Regions from separate parts of the Rattus norvegicus genome. Here region 1 is linked to region 2. Evidence: chromatin contacts called from public Hi-C data. All regions are on one chromosome and are shown on one strand. The core of a region is the stretch at or near the end of the contact, and the rest is flanking DNA. Distances in the headings are between cores, read along the strand shown.

Evidence for each region. A called contact is a pair of places that touch in the nucleus more often than the background predicts.
Region 1: a contact with region 2 is called in a Hi-C map of Schwann cells, with 2.6 times the contacts expected there. The contact joins the enhancer-like site here to the promoter of Myo5a in region 2. A contact is called at or near these places in 2 of 12 Hi-C or Micro-C datasets (the A7r5 cell line and Schwann cells) and 1 of 1 datasets of contacts at active chromatin or transcription factors (oligodendrocytes).

Annotation. Positions count from the first base shown.
Region 1 is chr8:84,789,875-84,796,855 of GRCr8, reverse strand. Myo5a (myosin VA) reads right to left here. Exons shown (of 40, transcript NM_022178.2): 19 at 6,488-6,699; 20 at 5,564-5,720; 21 at 3,057-3,296; 22 at 926-1,174. Among named protein-coding and RNA genes, the nearest start is that of Myo5c, 77 kb to the left of the region's middle. Within about 2 kb of position 4,530, at least 5 of the 93 cell types and tissues checked have an H3K27ac peak or open chromatin away from gene starts, as enhancers often do.
Region 2 is chr8:84,689,091-84,696,723 of GRCr8, reverse strand. Myo5a (myosin VA) reads right to left here and starts at 3,775. Exons shown (of 40, transcript NM_022178.2): 1 at 3,716-3,775. The coding sequence starts at 3,742.

The DNA of each region.
Region 1 (6,981 bases), core at 3,281-5,780, 99 kb before region 2:
CACTAGTGCTTTCTGATACTTCCATATTTATAAGAGATATTTTCTATGTGATACCTTCTAAGAATTTCATAGTAATGGAAACATTTTTAATTTTGATGCTTAAATAAATATTGGCTTTAGAACGATATTGATATATTTATTTCCATATAACTGCATGCTTAAGAAGTTAAGAAAACTGGGGTGAGGCATACTGGTGCATGCCTTCAATCCCAGCACCTGGGAGGCAGAGGAGGTCGATCTCTATGCGTTTGATACTGACTTGATCTATCTATACAGTAAATCAAGGGCATTTAGTTCTACATAGTAAGACCTTGTCTCAAAAGAATTAAGATATATGAATATACAGATAGATATAGAAGAAGTGTGTCACTGTGCAGGCAGGCTTTGAGGGCTCCCAGTGCTCAAGCTCTGCCCAGTACAGAAGAGAGACCCTACTGCTGGCTGTCACCTGGAAGCCAGTCTCTTCCTGGCTGCCTTTGGATCAAGATGTAGGACTCCCGACTCTTCTGGCACCATGTCTGCTTGGATGCTGCCATGCTTCCTGCCACCATGATAATGGACTAAACCTCTGAAACTGGAAGTCAGCCCCAATTAAATGTCTTCTTTTTGTAAGAGCTATCTTGGTTATGGTGTCTCTTCACAGCAATAAAATCCTAACCAAGGTAGGTACATAGATATTAATTGCACTGTTGAAACATTACTTTGTCTCTATTCTTACTAGAGTTAAATGTTCTAGCCCAAGACTCCAGCCTACTTGTTGATCATGGGGCAGAGGTATTTGGGAAACATTGGTATAAACAGTAAGCCCAATAAAATTTGCAATATGTCTTTGATTAAAATGAATATAGACTCACATGGACTAGGTCAGGATGATGGCATTTACTTTGCTGCATGGGGCAACGGGGATAGGAATACTGTTTCCTACCTGCTCAGTTTCTTGTTTGTATTTATCTGCTCGTTCTTCAATGGACTTTTTCTCCGATCGAGTTTGTTCCAGGTCTTTTCGGAGTTTTGCAATTTCTTCCTGCAGACTAAGCACTCTCCCAGTGGCAACCTTAGCTTCCTCCTCGCTTAGCTGAAGACGTTCTACATCATTTCGTAGTTTTTCAGTCTCAGAGTTGTATACTCCTTCTAGATTGGTCAGTTTCTCCATGAGGCATTTGTAGTCTTTATTCTTAAAATACAGACATTAGTAACAATAAGTAACTATTAATAGTATGAATGACCAAATGTATGCAGTGAGGTTACCATGCCCATTAATTATATCCATCTAGGTTTTACTGTTTTGTTTTGGAGAGTGGGTCTTACTATTTAGTCTAGCTAAACTCATTATGCAACCCCAAAGCCTCTAACTCATGATCCTCAGATTTTAGGTGTGTACCAACAAGTCTTATGGATTCTGTTTTCAAGACAAGATCTCACTATGTGGGGCTGGGGATTTAGCTCAGTGGTAGAGCGCTTACCTAGGAAGCGCAAGGCCCTGGGTTCGATCCCCAGCTCCGAAAAAAAAGAACCAAAAAAAAAAAAAAAAAAAAAAAAGATCTCACTATGTAACCCAGGCTGACCTGGAACTTACCTTGTAGACCAGGCTGGCCTCACACTCATAAAGATCCACCTGCCTCTGTCTCAGTCTGAAGTGCTTGGATTAAAGGCTGGTTATGCCATGATATTCCAGCTATAAATTTTAATACATCATCATAGCATCAAGATGGCCAAAATTGCTGTACTAAAATGATCATAATATAACCCTGCATTAAAAACAACATTGAGCTGGGTGTGGTGGCACACTCCTTTAATCCTAGCACTTGGGAGGCAGAGGCAGGTAGATCTTTGTGAGTTCAAGGGCCAGCCTGGTCTAAAGAGTGGGACCCTGTCTTAAAAAACAAAAACAAAAACCAACAAAACCACATTGAACATCAGAACCAGGACAGAATGGCAACACACTTCCTTAGTGTAAGTAGATAAGGATATGGTATTAGTTTCTACCTGCTTGGCTTCCATAATCTAACAAATGGTTTCTTCATTACACAAAAAAGAACAACACAGAGCAATTAATTCTGTTTTATATAATATACAACAAAAATTTGATTTTCTCATAATCACAAGTTTCGCAGTAAACTCTTACATTCCTAATTATTTTGTAAAGATTTATTTACTTACGTACTTTATGTATATGGGTGTTTTGTCTGTATGCACATCTCCACACCAGAAGAGGGCATCAAATCCCTTTGGAGTACAGTTTTACATGACACTAAAGGGAGCTGAAAGCTGAACTCAGAGGACTCTGGAACGTTCTTAACCATCCCTCCAGTCCCAAAATTTCCTAATTTTTAATCCAGAAGTAAAGGGGAGGGGCTAGAGAGAATGGCTCACTGATTAAGGACACTAGCTGCTCTTACAGGAAATTTGCTTCAATTCCTAGCACTTTCATGGAGGCAGTTCTCCACTCAGCCTCCTCCATACCTAGAATACAGGCTTAAGCCACTATGCTTAGCTTAAGACCTGAGATTTAGCTAAGTGATACTATCTACCTACCACAGGTCAGAACTTGGGGCTAATAAAAAATAAGCCACATACTAGATAGAAGATGAATAAGAGTGATAAAGCAGTTCCTCACAAATCTCAAATTTCTCATTGCATTTAGAGAATCCATGAATCCTATTTCATTGTGGGCCTTGTCCCCTTGCTGTCCTTATCTCTTCCATAGACATTCTTAGTTACCTTTAGATCATTTGCATGTGCTAGAATACTACTTAGTAACTACTGCTAAGCAATAGAATTTCCTCTCTGCAAACAGACTGTGGGCTTCACAGACACACGGACATTTTCCTGCTTCTCCTGCCACTGCAGTGCCAAACAACTGTTGGAGAGTGCGCACAAACAGAGAAGTGGTGAAAGAGGTCTGCAAAGTATAAATTACAATGTGACTCAAGATCAAACAGGTGTGGAGTAGGCTGTGTTAAAAAGATCCTGTCTGTCCCTGAGACTCACGCAACTAAGAACAACCCCAGTGGATCCCTTCGATGTGCTCTAGCTTCAGGGCTCCTTTAAACCACCTGCTCATCCACTTTGCGTTGCAGCTGCATAATCTTGTTTTCCATGCCAATATGGAGCTTCTTGTAGCGTTCCACAGAGCGAGCCTCAATTTTGAGTTTCTTCAGCTCACGCTTGGCCATCATCCGCCGGAAGCAGCATTGAAGGTAGATGATGGCTTTCATGGTCCTCTTATAATGTGTACGAGCCAGCCAGCCACGGACACGTTTCTGAATGATGACTGCTTTGTGCTCACGGAGTATCTGCAGAAAAAGGAAGATAACCTGAGACTCTAGACTAGACTCAAAGTTCAAGTCTATCTGCCTAAGTGTGTCAAATTGAGAATCCATACCTCGAGAGGAAGAAAAAATTAAATCAACTGTGTTCTTATGTGGATTATAAATCATAGAAATATAAAGGCAATATCTCAATATATCAGTATAGTCCTTTCCAAATTCCAAATAAACTTTCAATGTCCACTTTTCTAATTACATTTTATTGTGTGTGTGGGGACACACACACACACACACACACACACACACACACACACACACACAACTACTAACAAAACAGAATTGGAAGCAATCTAAATAAAAAAATACCAGATTGCCAAAAGAAAAAAGTTCTATGAAGAACACAAAAAAATGCATCAGTTTCTTTACTGGTATATGATTTCTGCTGGTAGGAGGTCTTATAAAACTAAAAACTAGGTACTTTATGAACTATGTGTTATTAAAATAGATTTTGCCACTGCACTGAGTCTCTGTGTGCTAAGTTGGTACATGAGGTCATGGGGACAGCCAGTAAGTTGGCTGATATAGTGAAAGGTTATTAATGACTTATTGACTCCACCCTTGAACACAGGAGGTGACATTGTTTTTGTTTGTTTGAGATAGGGTCTCTCTAGGTAGCCCTGGTTGGTCTGGTTGTAGACCAGGCTAGCCTCAAAACTATGGAGATCCAACTGCCTCTGCCCATTTAGTGCTGGGATTAAAGGTGTGTGCCACCTTCCTCAGCCTAAAGTTGATGATGTACTTGTTGGCCACATTTCAGGTGTATCATTCTAGGATTTCCTATTGCTGCTGTTTTGAATGCAGCAGGAATCTGTTACGGATGCCAAGGTAAAGGAACAGAGTTTAAAAGAGAAAGCTAAAAGCAAGAAAATGTAACATAAAGTCATGATAGTCTTTTTAATACATACATACACACACACACATGTTTTTAAAAAGATTCGTTGGTGATCTCTGATCTACAGAGTAACATCAATTATTCTAAGATACAAAGGTCACTTTGAGGACAGAGTGTGGCTTAGTAGACAAGTGCATGGTTATTATGCATGCAGTCTTGAATTCAACCCTGGTGCCACATGCAAAAAAGATTTGTGAGGCTTGGAGGATGGCTTAGTGCATAAGAATTGCTTGCTATACAAACAGGAGGATCTTTGTGTGAATCCCCAGCACCCACATAAAAACCCAAGAATAGACACTTATCTCCATAACCCCAGAACTGGGAGATGGTGACAAGCTGATCTTGGGAGTTTGCGTGCGGGCTGACTAGCCTGGCCAAGACAATGAGCTTCGGGTTTAGTGAGAGACACTGTCTCAAGGTAACTGAAGTCCTGCTCTGGTCTCTACATATGTATGTACAACTTGCACACACACACACACACACACACACACACACACACACACACACACACACACTGAATTAAAGACGTACCACATTCTAGTCAATATAACTTTAAACATACAAATATATCTATTTCCTCTTCACCATAATGAATTTTTCTAAGTTTTTCTCCTTAGGTTTATCTTCTGTCATATATTTAACCTATTTGTGTAGCTTATCTCTCTATATCTGTCTGAATAATGGTCCCCAATAAAGTCCTAATACCTAGAACTTGTAATTGTGATCTTATTTGGAAAAAGGGACTTCACAGATATGACTAGGTTAAAGATCTTGAGATGGGGATGTTATCCTGGATTATGAAGGTGGGATCTAAATACCATAATTTAAAAAAATCTTTAAAAACAATTATTTTGTGGGGGAACATACTTGTCGGCTGATTGTTTCCTTCCATGCTGTGGGTTCTGGGGATCTAACCAGCCCCATCATTGTTTCATAAGAGACAGATGATATAAAGATAGAGCAGAGATAGAAGCAATGTGGTCACAGGTGCGGGATTGTAGGCCACCACTGGGAGGAACGATGAATGCTTATATTTTGGGCTTTTAGGGAATGTGATACTGCTGATATCCTGATTATAGTCCAGTGGTTCTGGACTTTTGGCCTCCAGAAGGCTGAGAAAATAAGCACGATTGTTTTTAGCAACCAAGTTTGTGATTTTCGTTTCACATTCACTTATTCAACTTTAAAAGCTGTACAGACAAACGGAAATGGGACGTATATTTTCTTCTGTGTTGTCTACATGGCTTCTTTGCCCACAGCCATCTAGATGGCACTAAGTACAGATGGAGAATGTGATTAGTATTGCTGGAATGCATGAACAGCCTTGAGAACAGTGTCTTACCTTGCGATACCTATTTCTTGCCAAGTAGCCTCTCAAATAAGACTGAAGAACAATGGTGGCAGCTCGTCTAATCTTGTACTTCCTGCGGACCACATACATGCGCCAGTACTTCTGAATGGTGGTTGCTGCCTTGGTTCTGCGCAGAAACTTAGCATAGCTGCCCAAAGACAAGAGTGGTGCACTGTCACTCACCAGGACTGCGAACCGTCAATGTCAGTGTCTTAGGTATCCCGAGAAGAACCTCACTGTATTCTAATATTCACCAAGATAAGCACTTATGCTCACGTGTGTTCAGCAATGTGTAGCTTCTGAACTACTTTCTCATTGGGGTTTCCCTAATTTTGAAAAGCAGGATGTCCCATATTGCCACATTTTACAGAAAAGAAAAGAAGTTCATAACACTTTCCTCTTTCTAGGACAGGATCGTAGTTCCCTTCACACAGCAAACTGATGCACACTGTAATTCCAAACTTACCTTACTGTTATTGTAGATCACTTTTCAAGTAACATCTTTTCCTGAATCTGAGTATACGTGCTTCACCATTAATTCACTTTCACTTGTACCTCTATGTATTTCATTATTTCATACTGAAATATGATTTTTTGCTAGAATTTTCTTAGTTAATTGCTCTCAGTAGAGACAAGATTATCTGTCTCATATTCGTGGTTCTTTTAATTTACATACAATTTCTTCAAGCTCCATGTTAAAGTAGAAGGTGTACAAATTCTAAGGACCTAAGTCGGTAGCAATTCAAATCTTTACTATCATAAATCTACGTAAGAATTTACTCTTTTAAATTGTCTTGTGAGCTAATTTGCTAAGCTTTGAAACTAACAGTGACTGTGACACTATCTTCTCACTGGGACCTGTCCAAGAGTGGACCATGCGCTAGAGGAGGCCCATGAGGCCATAAGGAGACCCACCATCGAGCCTGATAGCCACGCACGTATCGCTGCACTGTGATGGCTGCCCTCTGCATACACAGGTATCTCTTCCTCAGCAGCCACCCACGAATCGTCTTCTGGATCCGGATGCAGGCCGCCCTCAGTTTGTCAGCCCTCAATTTTTCTAGATAGGCCACTTGACCAGCACGAAAAAAGATCTTTGTCTTACCAAACTGGTATTTATCCTTGTCCTATGTTAGGGGAGAAATAATAAATATAAGGAGAAATAATGACCTTATAAAAGAAATTAAAGATAGAAAAAAATCTAGAATTAGAATCAGTAAAAAGATGAATCTATCATCTAAACCCTGATCTACATTTCAACGAACTAATGGAGCCAGATTGTTGATCCTTTATAAGTTGTGTAAATAAAAAGGATTTTAGAGAAAATGGTAGCCTAAGAGTTATTTTCCAGAATTATTCTACCTGGAGTTATTATCTGAGGCCTCAAACTGGTTGTGGGTTCTATGCAG
Region 2 (7,633 bases), core at 2,526-5,025:
CTACCTGAGGACCCAGCTATACCACTCCTGGGCATATACCCAACATATAACAAGGACACATGCTCCACTATGTTCATACCAGTCTTATTTATAATAGCCAGAACTGGAAAGAACCCAGATGCCCTTCAACAGAGGAATGGATACAGAAAATCTGGTACATTTTCACAATGGAATACTATTCAGCTATTAAAAACAATGACTTCATGAAATTTTTAGGCAAATGGATGAAACTTAAAAGTATCATTTTGAGTGAGGTAAACCAATCACAGAAAAACACATATGGTATGCACTCACTGATAAGTGGATATTAGCCCAAAAGCTCGGAATACCCAAGATACAATTAACAAACCACATGAAGCTCAAGAAGAAGGATGACCAAAGTGCTTCAGACCTTCTTAGAAAGGGGAACAAAAATACTCACAGGAAGAAATATGGAGATAATGTATGGAACAGAGACTGAAGAAAAGGCTATCCAGAGACTGCCCAACCTGGGGGAGTCCATCCCATATACAGACACCAAACCCAGACAATATTGTGGATGCCAAGAAGAGCATGCTGACAGGAGCCTGATATAGCTGTCTCCTGAGAGGCTCTGCCAGAGCTTGACAAATACAGAGGCAGATGTTCACAGCCAATCATTGAACTGAGAACAGGGTCCCCAATAGAGGAGTTAGAGAAAGGACTGAAGTAGCTGAAGGAATTTGCAACCCCATAAGAAGAACAATACCAACCAACCAGAGCCCTGAGAGCTCCCAGGGACTAAACTAGCATTCCAAGTAAACATAGGGATGGACCTATGGCTCCATCTGCATATGTAGCAGAGGATGGCCTTGTCAGATATCAATGGGAGGAGAGGCCCTTGGTCCTGTCAAGGTTCAATGCCCCAATGTAAAGGAATGTTAGGGCATCGAGGTGGGAGGGAGTAGGTGGGTGGGTGAGGGAGCATCCTCACAGTACTGGGGGTGGCAGGGGAGGGGAGGGGATGGGATAGCGGGTTTCTGGTGGGGAAACTGGGAAAGGGGATAACATTTAAAATGTAAACTAAAAAAATCCAGTAAAAGAAAAAATAAATCTCAAATATTATATGCTACATCTTTTTAAAAAAGTAACTCAATAGTACTGTAATTAAAAAAAACCCTACTGGAAAAATCAACAAATATGCTTTAACCAAAATGTTAGTCTTAAGAAACATTATATCTAGGTATTAAGCTATTGCTCTTAAATATTTAAACTTCTAGAAATTTTTATGAAATGAAAACCCTGCTAAATTGCTATGTCAAAACCATTATCATTCTAACTTAAGAAAATAAATTGAACAGTCCCATGCCCTTCACTGTAATAGGAGCTGATCTGTATCACACATCAAAATCTGCCTCAAAGGTCTGATGACAACTTTTAAAAGGGCACTTTTCATATTTAATCACATGCTGAATATCATAATTATGGCATGTCAGTAACATGTTTTCCTTGAAATCTATCCACCACTTCCCTCTCTACAATTGTCTGCAAGGGACAGATACTTGGGTTATACTGACATTTCTTCTAATGGTTTCCTTTCTTCTCCTAATACTACTCGGTCCTCTAGAATCATTCCAACATTTGCCACATCCAGAGACATCACCTATGTCCTGCTAACACATCTGCCTGCCTGTTGTTAAGGTAACAGCAGGTTATTTATGCCCTTGGAGATTCAAAGTGGGTCAAGAATATAATAAGTAGACTGTGAGTCCTATGAGGAAAGGACTATGATTTGTCCACTGTTAGAAACTCTAAACACCAGACAGAGTATTTGGTATATAGGACAATAAATATTCCCTCCTGTCATTAAACTAAGGCCCGTTCACAAATCAATCCACAAACAACTACAGAATAAGGCTATTCTGAGGTATATCTGAATTTAGGAAAAAGCCCCTTAAGTCCCAACCTGTTTCAGTGACAATCTGTATCTAAGAAGACTATATAAGATGAATTCTATCACCCATAAGGCTGTGATGGAACCCCCAAAACTTTATAATTTAAAAATGACAACACCTCAAGCGCAAGGCTCTGGGTTTGGTCCTCAGCTCCAAAAAAAAAAAAAAAAAAAAAAAGACAACACCTTCCCCATTTTCCCTACAAAATATCTTGTGGGGGTGAAAAACAGGTCTAGAGAAGTCCAGCTACTTACCACCCAATTTTTGCTTATCAGCCTATAATTAGCAGGTCCAAGATGGACTGATGGCAGGGGTCTGGTAGGGGGCCAGACAGGACAGAACAATGTAACAATGTGACAGCTCTTCACAGGGACGTAATTGATACTTGTATCTACTTCGTACATTAACTGCAATGATTAAATGAGTTAGTACTTGCAAAACACTTAGAACTGTACTATATAAGTTAATAAGGTAACTTTTAATCAGTTTCCAATGATAGTCTTATAGACTTGCCATGCCAAAAGAAATTACTAGCTTTAGAGAAATGTTCTAATTGTACACTTCTTAAATCTAGGGCTAGAAAGAAAGTCCCAGGTTCATGCAAGCTCTTCATTTCATGGATGGAAGAAATTAATCATATACCTCATATTTGTTTAAAAAAAAAGTCAGAGGTCACAGAATGCTTTCACAAATAGTATTAAATTTGATCCTCACAACAGCTTGTAAGGAAGGTCAAGAGGACACATAAAATTAACTCTATTTACAAGTAAGAAACCTGAACCAGAGAGGTTATGCAGTTTGCCAAATGGCACACGGTTGGTGGAAAGGTCTAGACCAGATGCAGGTATCTGGATGCCCCATCCAGATTTCTTTCCTCAAGGTTGCAATTTGGGCTCTGGGCTTATTGGTGTCACGTGTGCAAGGAATGATTCCAAACTGCTAAAAGAAGAGCCCAGAAAGCCGGGGCTATCTATATATAGCTCAGTGGTAAAGGGTTTACCTAGTATGCATGAGGCCCTACATTCACTCTCCATGCCAGAGACAAAGGCAGAGATCGAGAGAGACAGAAAGATATGGATTCTGGTAAAATTTTGAAAACGTGAACTAGAAAAGTTAAGGCAATTCTGTTGAGTGGGATTAGAAATAATTTTAATAATCATTAGCTGGCAAAACACTTATTGAAACCATAACATAAGATACCACGAATGCATACACCACGCGCTGCCCAACGCAGATTTTCTGAACAGTCTCTCCAAAAATACGCCATTCAGAGATTACCAGACCCTGAGAATATGGGCGTCGGTTTACGACTGAAAAGGCTGCTACTTCCCCTAAACGAAGACCAAAGGGGAAAGGCTCGCCGGAAAGGAGGGTGAGGACACAGCTAACGAGGCTCTCGGGGATAACGCGCAGGTTGCAAACTCCCAGCCACCGACGAGCCTAAGAATAAGCTCGCCATCTCCGGGCAGCATCTTCCCAAAGGCTCCGCACCCCAGGCCAATGGCAAGAACCCCGCAGCTAAAGGTGAAAGTGGACTGGCTAGATCTGCAGAATCCGAAATAATCTCCTGGAGAGGTTGCCTAGCGCATACCCGCACAGGACGTTATTTTAAGCACGAGTCCCGAGAGAGCGGCTCGAGCATCTATCTGCCCAAGAGCATCCCATCCGAAATGGGATCGGGAGGCAGGGCAGGGAGGTGCAGCCGGGTAGGGAGGTGCAGTCCCGTGGAACCCGCCGGTCCTACAACCACGGTCCCGGGCGCGCGACCCCTCCCCAGGGCACGGCCCCGCGGCGCGCGTTACCTTGGTGTAGAGCTCGGACGCGGCCATGGCGGGCCCAGCGCCGACGCCCCCCGCCTGGGCGGAGGCCGCAGCTCGCGTGGCGGCCGCCCGCGCGGGTGAAACGGCGGCGGGCGGGGAGCAGGGGAAGGGCCCGGCCGGGCAGGGCGGGCCAAGCTGGCGGGCGGGCCCGGGCGGGGCGGGGCGCGTCAGGCGCTAGCGGCGGGCGGGAGCCTGACAGTCATCACCTCCGGGGTTCACCGGCCGCGTGAGCCCGAGGCGCGTGCTCGTGGGCTCCGGGTAGCAGCCGCGTCCCGCCTCAGTCTCCCCAGCCGCCTGCTCCGCACACACAGCCGTGGCGGTCTCCTCAGCAGCCTCGCGTCCTCAGCCCCCCGTCTCCCTCAGTTTCCTCAGCCGCTTCGCCTCCTCAGAGGCCTGGTCTCGGTAGCCTCCTCTGTCTCCTCAGCGGCGCGCGGTGCAGCCGCCGCCGCCGCCGCCCTATGCATTGTGGGAGCGGGAGGAGGCTGCGCTCGAGCGCGGCCACCGTGATCGCTCTCGGCTCTCTCGGGCTCACGCTGCCTCCCATCGGCGGCGGGCACCGAACATCCTCAGCCCACGCGGCTGACATCTCAAACCTGCTTTGGCCGAGTGCCCCAGCCTGCGCGAACGTGGGGCAGTACGGGAGCGCGTCCCGCGTGAGGCAGGAACTGTTAAGAGTGTAGACCCGGCAGCCTCGAGGCTGCTCCTCCTGGTCCCGCTGTTTGTTGGGAGAGGACTTGGGGTTTGGGAGGTTTCATGGAAGGCCTCTTGGTGAACCTGCAACTCCAGAAGAGCCTTGCTCACTGCAGAGCGGGGAAGCTTGCACCACCCGGAATTTGAAGGATGCCCAAGGTCACACTGGACTTGGGTTTGCAGTAGGGTCCCTTGGTGATGCAAGAACATAGGGTGGGCTCTAACACAGAGGAACTCAAATGAACCTGAAAACAAGATGGCCCTGGGGAACAGCCACCGTAGACCTGAGTGTTTGCATAGGTTCACCACCATTCAGAACAAGACCTTTTGTTCTGCTGATCTGTTAGGCTTGACAGCACCAGAAAAAGGCAGCCACTGAGAGAAACTCAAGTGCTTGCGACCTTGACCCAGTCTATTCCTTACCCTTACTCAAGCACAGGAGTGTGGTCTTTTCATCCCATGTTCTCTTGAGCCACACCTTCAAACTTGAAGTAATCTTTTAAAATTTTAGCCTTTTTTTATGTGTCCATCGTTTTTCTTTAAACTCTTAAGTTGTGGCCAGTGCCTATCATGGGAAACTGAGACCAGTTTTATTGTTTGGCTCATTGGGCTTGAGATAGCCCCGGTTTTCTTCAAACTCCATCCTCCTGCCTCTGCCTTGTGAGCGCTGAAACTTTAGAGACGAGGTTCTGAGAGGAGTCCAATCGAAGTCAGAGCACAAGCCTAGCTCCCTGGTTATGTCTGAACTTGAGAAGTGGGTATTTGAAGGAAGACTCTTCACTCCGTTGATGTTTCTGGATTCCATCCTTTCTTTGTCTACCTGTGAAAGAAGCCAAAATGTACCTCTGGCCAGCAGAGCATCCAAAGCATTGAGTTGAGCGCCTATCTCTTATACTTCCTTCAAGTATGTAGAAAGTGCCTGCTTCCTTACCCTCCAGATCTTAGCAACCTGTCAGGACAGTTGAGAAATACTGAGTATGACAGGGCGGGGGTGGAGGGAGGGAGACACCAAAACACCCAAATCAAAACCCTAAGAGTTCTTGTGAAAGTGACTCTTATTTACATGAACAAAAATAAAATTGGAATGGTTCTTTCATAATTTTCGAAGACATACATTCATCTACCCAGATGTAAGAGAAAGAGGATATGGGGGCGGTTTTTTTTTTTTTTTTCCTTTTGGTGGTGGTAGTGGTGGTGGTAAAGTCTCTTTGTTTAGTTGACCCAGAACAATCATACCTCTCCGCCTTGAGTCCCAGGAGTGCTGAAATTGCAGATGCATGCCACCACATACACTTGGGGAATGGGTTTCTGACCACTAACCTCTTGCTTCAAACAGGAAAAGAACAAACTTTAAACAAAACACACCCAACCAGCAATGGGGAGAGGGGCATTCTGATGGTGGACTCTTCTATCTAATGCATATACATATTTATAGCCTAAAGCACTCTGTTATTACTAACGTCTGAAAACCAGAAGCAGGGCCCACACCCCAAAAGTTGGTATAAGGTAGTGTATATTTTATTGTAAATTGATAAAATTTTCAGTTATTGCTTTATAAATTAAGAACATTTTCTTGTAAATTTTTTCAAATGAAAACACGTTTAAAAAAGATCATTTCCTCCAAAGTTCAGATGTCCCTTGACTTTCTTTTATTTTTTTTAACTTGAAAGAGTCATATCCCAACAGACCAATTATAAATAAGAATACTATTAATTTGAAGTGCACTTACTTACTGGCCCTAATCTACTGAACAGCCGTGGCATAGCTTAGCCTTATCTACCTTGAACCTGCTCAGAACAATTAAATTCGCCTGTTGTTGGACAGAGTCATCTAACACAAAGTCTAACTAGTGATGGTGGCGAATAACTTAAGTAATTTATTGCATACTTGTCCAAAGAAAAATGCTGGCCACACAGAAGTGTAAAGCCATCTGTCATTTCCCTTGGTGAAAGCGTGGCTGACTGGGAGCTACAACTTACTGCCACAGTCCAGCAACATAAGGCAGTGTGTTACTGACTGCCAGTCACTAGGTTGAAAACAACTTGTTAAGACAATTGGCAGTTAATTCAATTCATGTGGGTTCAATTCCCAGCACCCATATGGTAGCTAACAATTGTCTATGACTCCAGTTCTAGAGAATTTGATATCCTCTTCTGGACTCCATGGATACCAGGCACACAGACAGACATGCGAGGAAAACACCCATACAAGTTAAATAACTAAGTATAAAGATCATTCCAAAAGTTCTGGACTGGGGATGTAGCTAGTGCTATAATACTTACTGAGTCCCTGGTGAGGCCATGGGTTCCACTCCAATACTACCGAAAATAGGTTAGGAGAGAAAAAAAGAGTGCATTTTCTCCTGAATATATGCCACTTTTATATCATATCATTGTAAAGTAAAAAAAAATGAGCCATTCCAAGTCAAGGACTCTATCTCTGTACATACATACATACATACATACATACATACATAATATATATATATGTACATCCATATGTATTCATGAATGCTACTGTTATCAATGACTATTCAGAGATACAGTGTACCAGATGTTATTCTACATGTCGAGAATTCCTGTGAAAACTCTCTATAGATACTCATGGGTTTAGATTCTTATTGGGGAGACAAAAAAGTTAAAAGGTATAAAGTGTATGTACTCACTTGCTCGAGTAATATAAATATTATAAAATGTGCTTCAACAATGGAGATGTATGATCTCAGTTCTGGAACTGGAGAGCCCAGACCAAGGTCTAAGAACATGGGTCCTCCTGAAGACTATAAGAGACAGTGTGTTTTCCATGTTTCTCTCCTGGCTTCTGTCATTTTGTTCAGAAACTTTTTTCTCCTTTTTCTTCTTTTGATCCAGATCCTTGTTGTATAGAGAGTCTGGCTGGCCTGGAACTCATTCTTGTACCTCAGCCTCCCAGTGCTGGGGTTACAGGAGTATGCCACTCAACATTGTCTCTCACAGTAATGATCCTAGTTCTATAGGCATGGCCTAATTCTAGAGGCAGAAACAAAGTGCTAGTTACTACTTATCGAACTACTTAGTCAGTGTTCACATCTATCCTAGTGTATAATGTTTCTGAAGGCTGGGTCCTGGGCAGAGGGAAAGTTTGGGTGAGTGAAGAAGTCCTGATCATCTGTCCCTGATAGGACAGACAGAGGAATGGAACACTGGTGCATATAAGCAGCTCTGTGTTTTA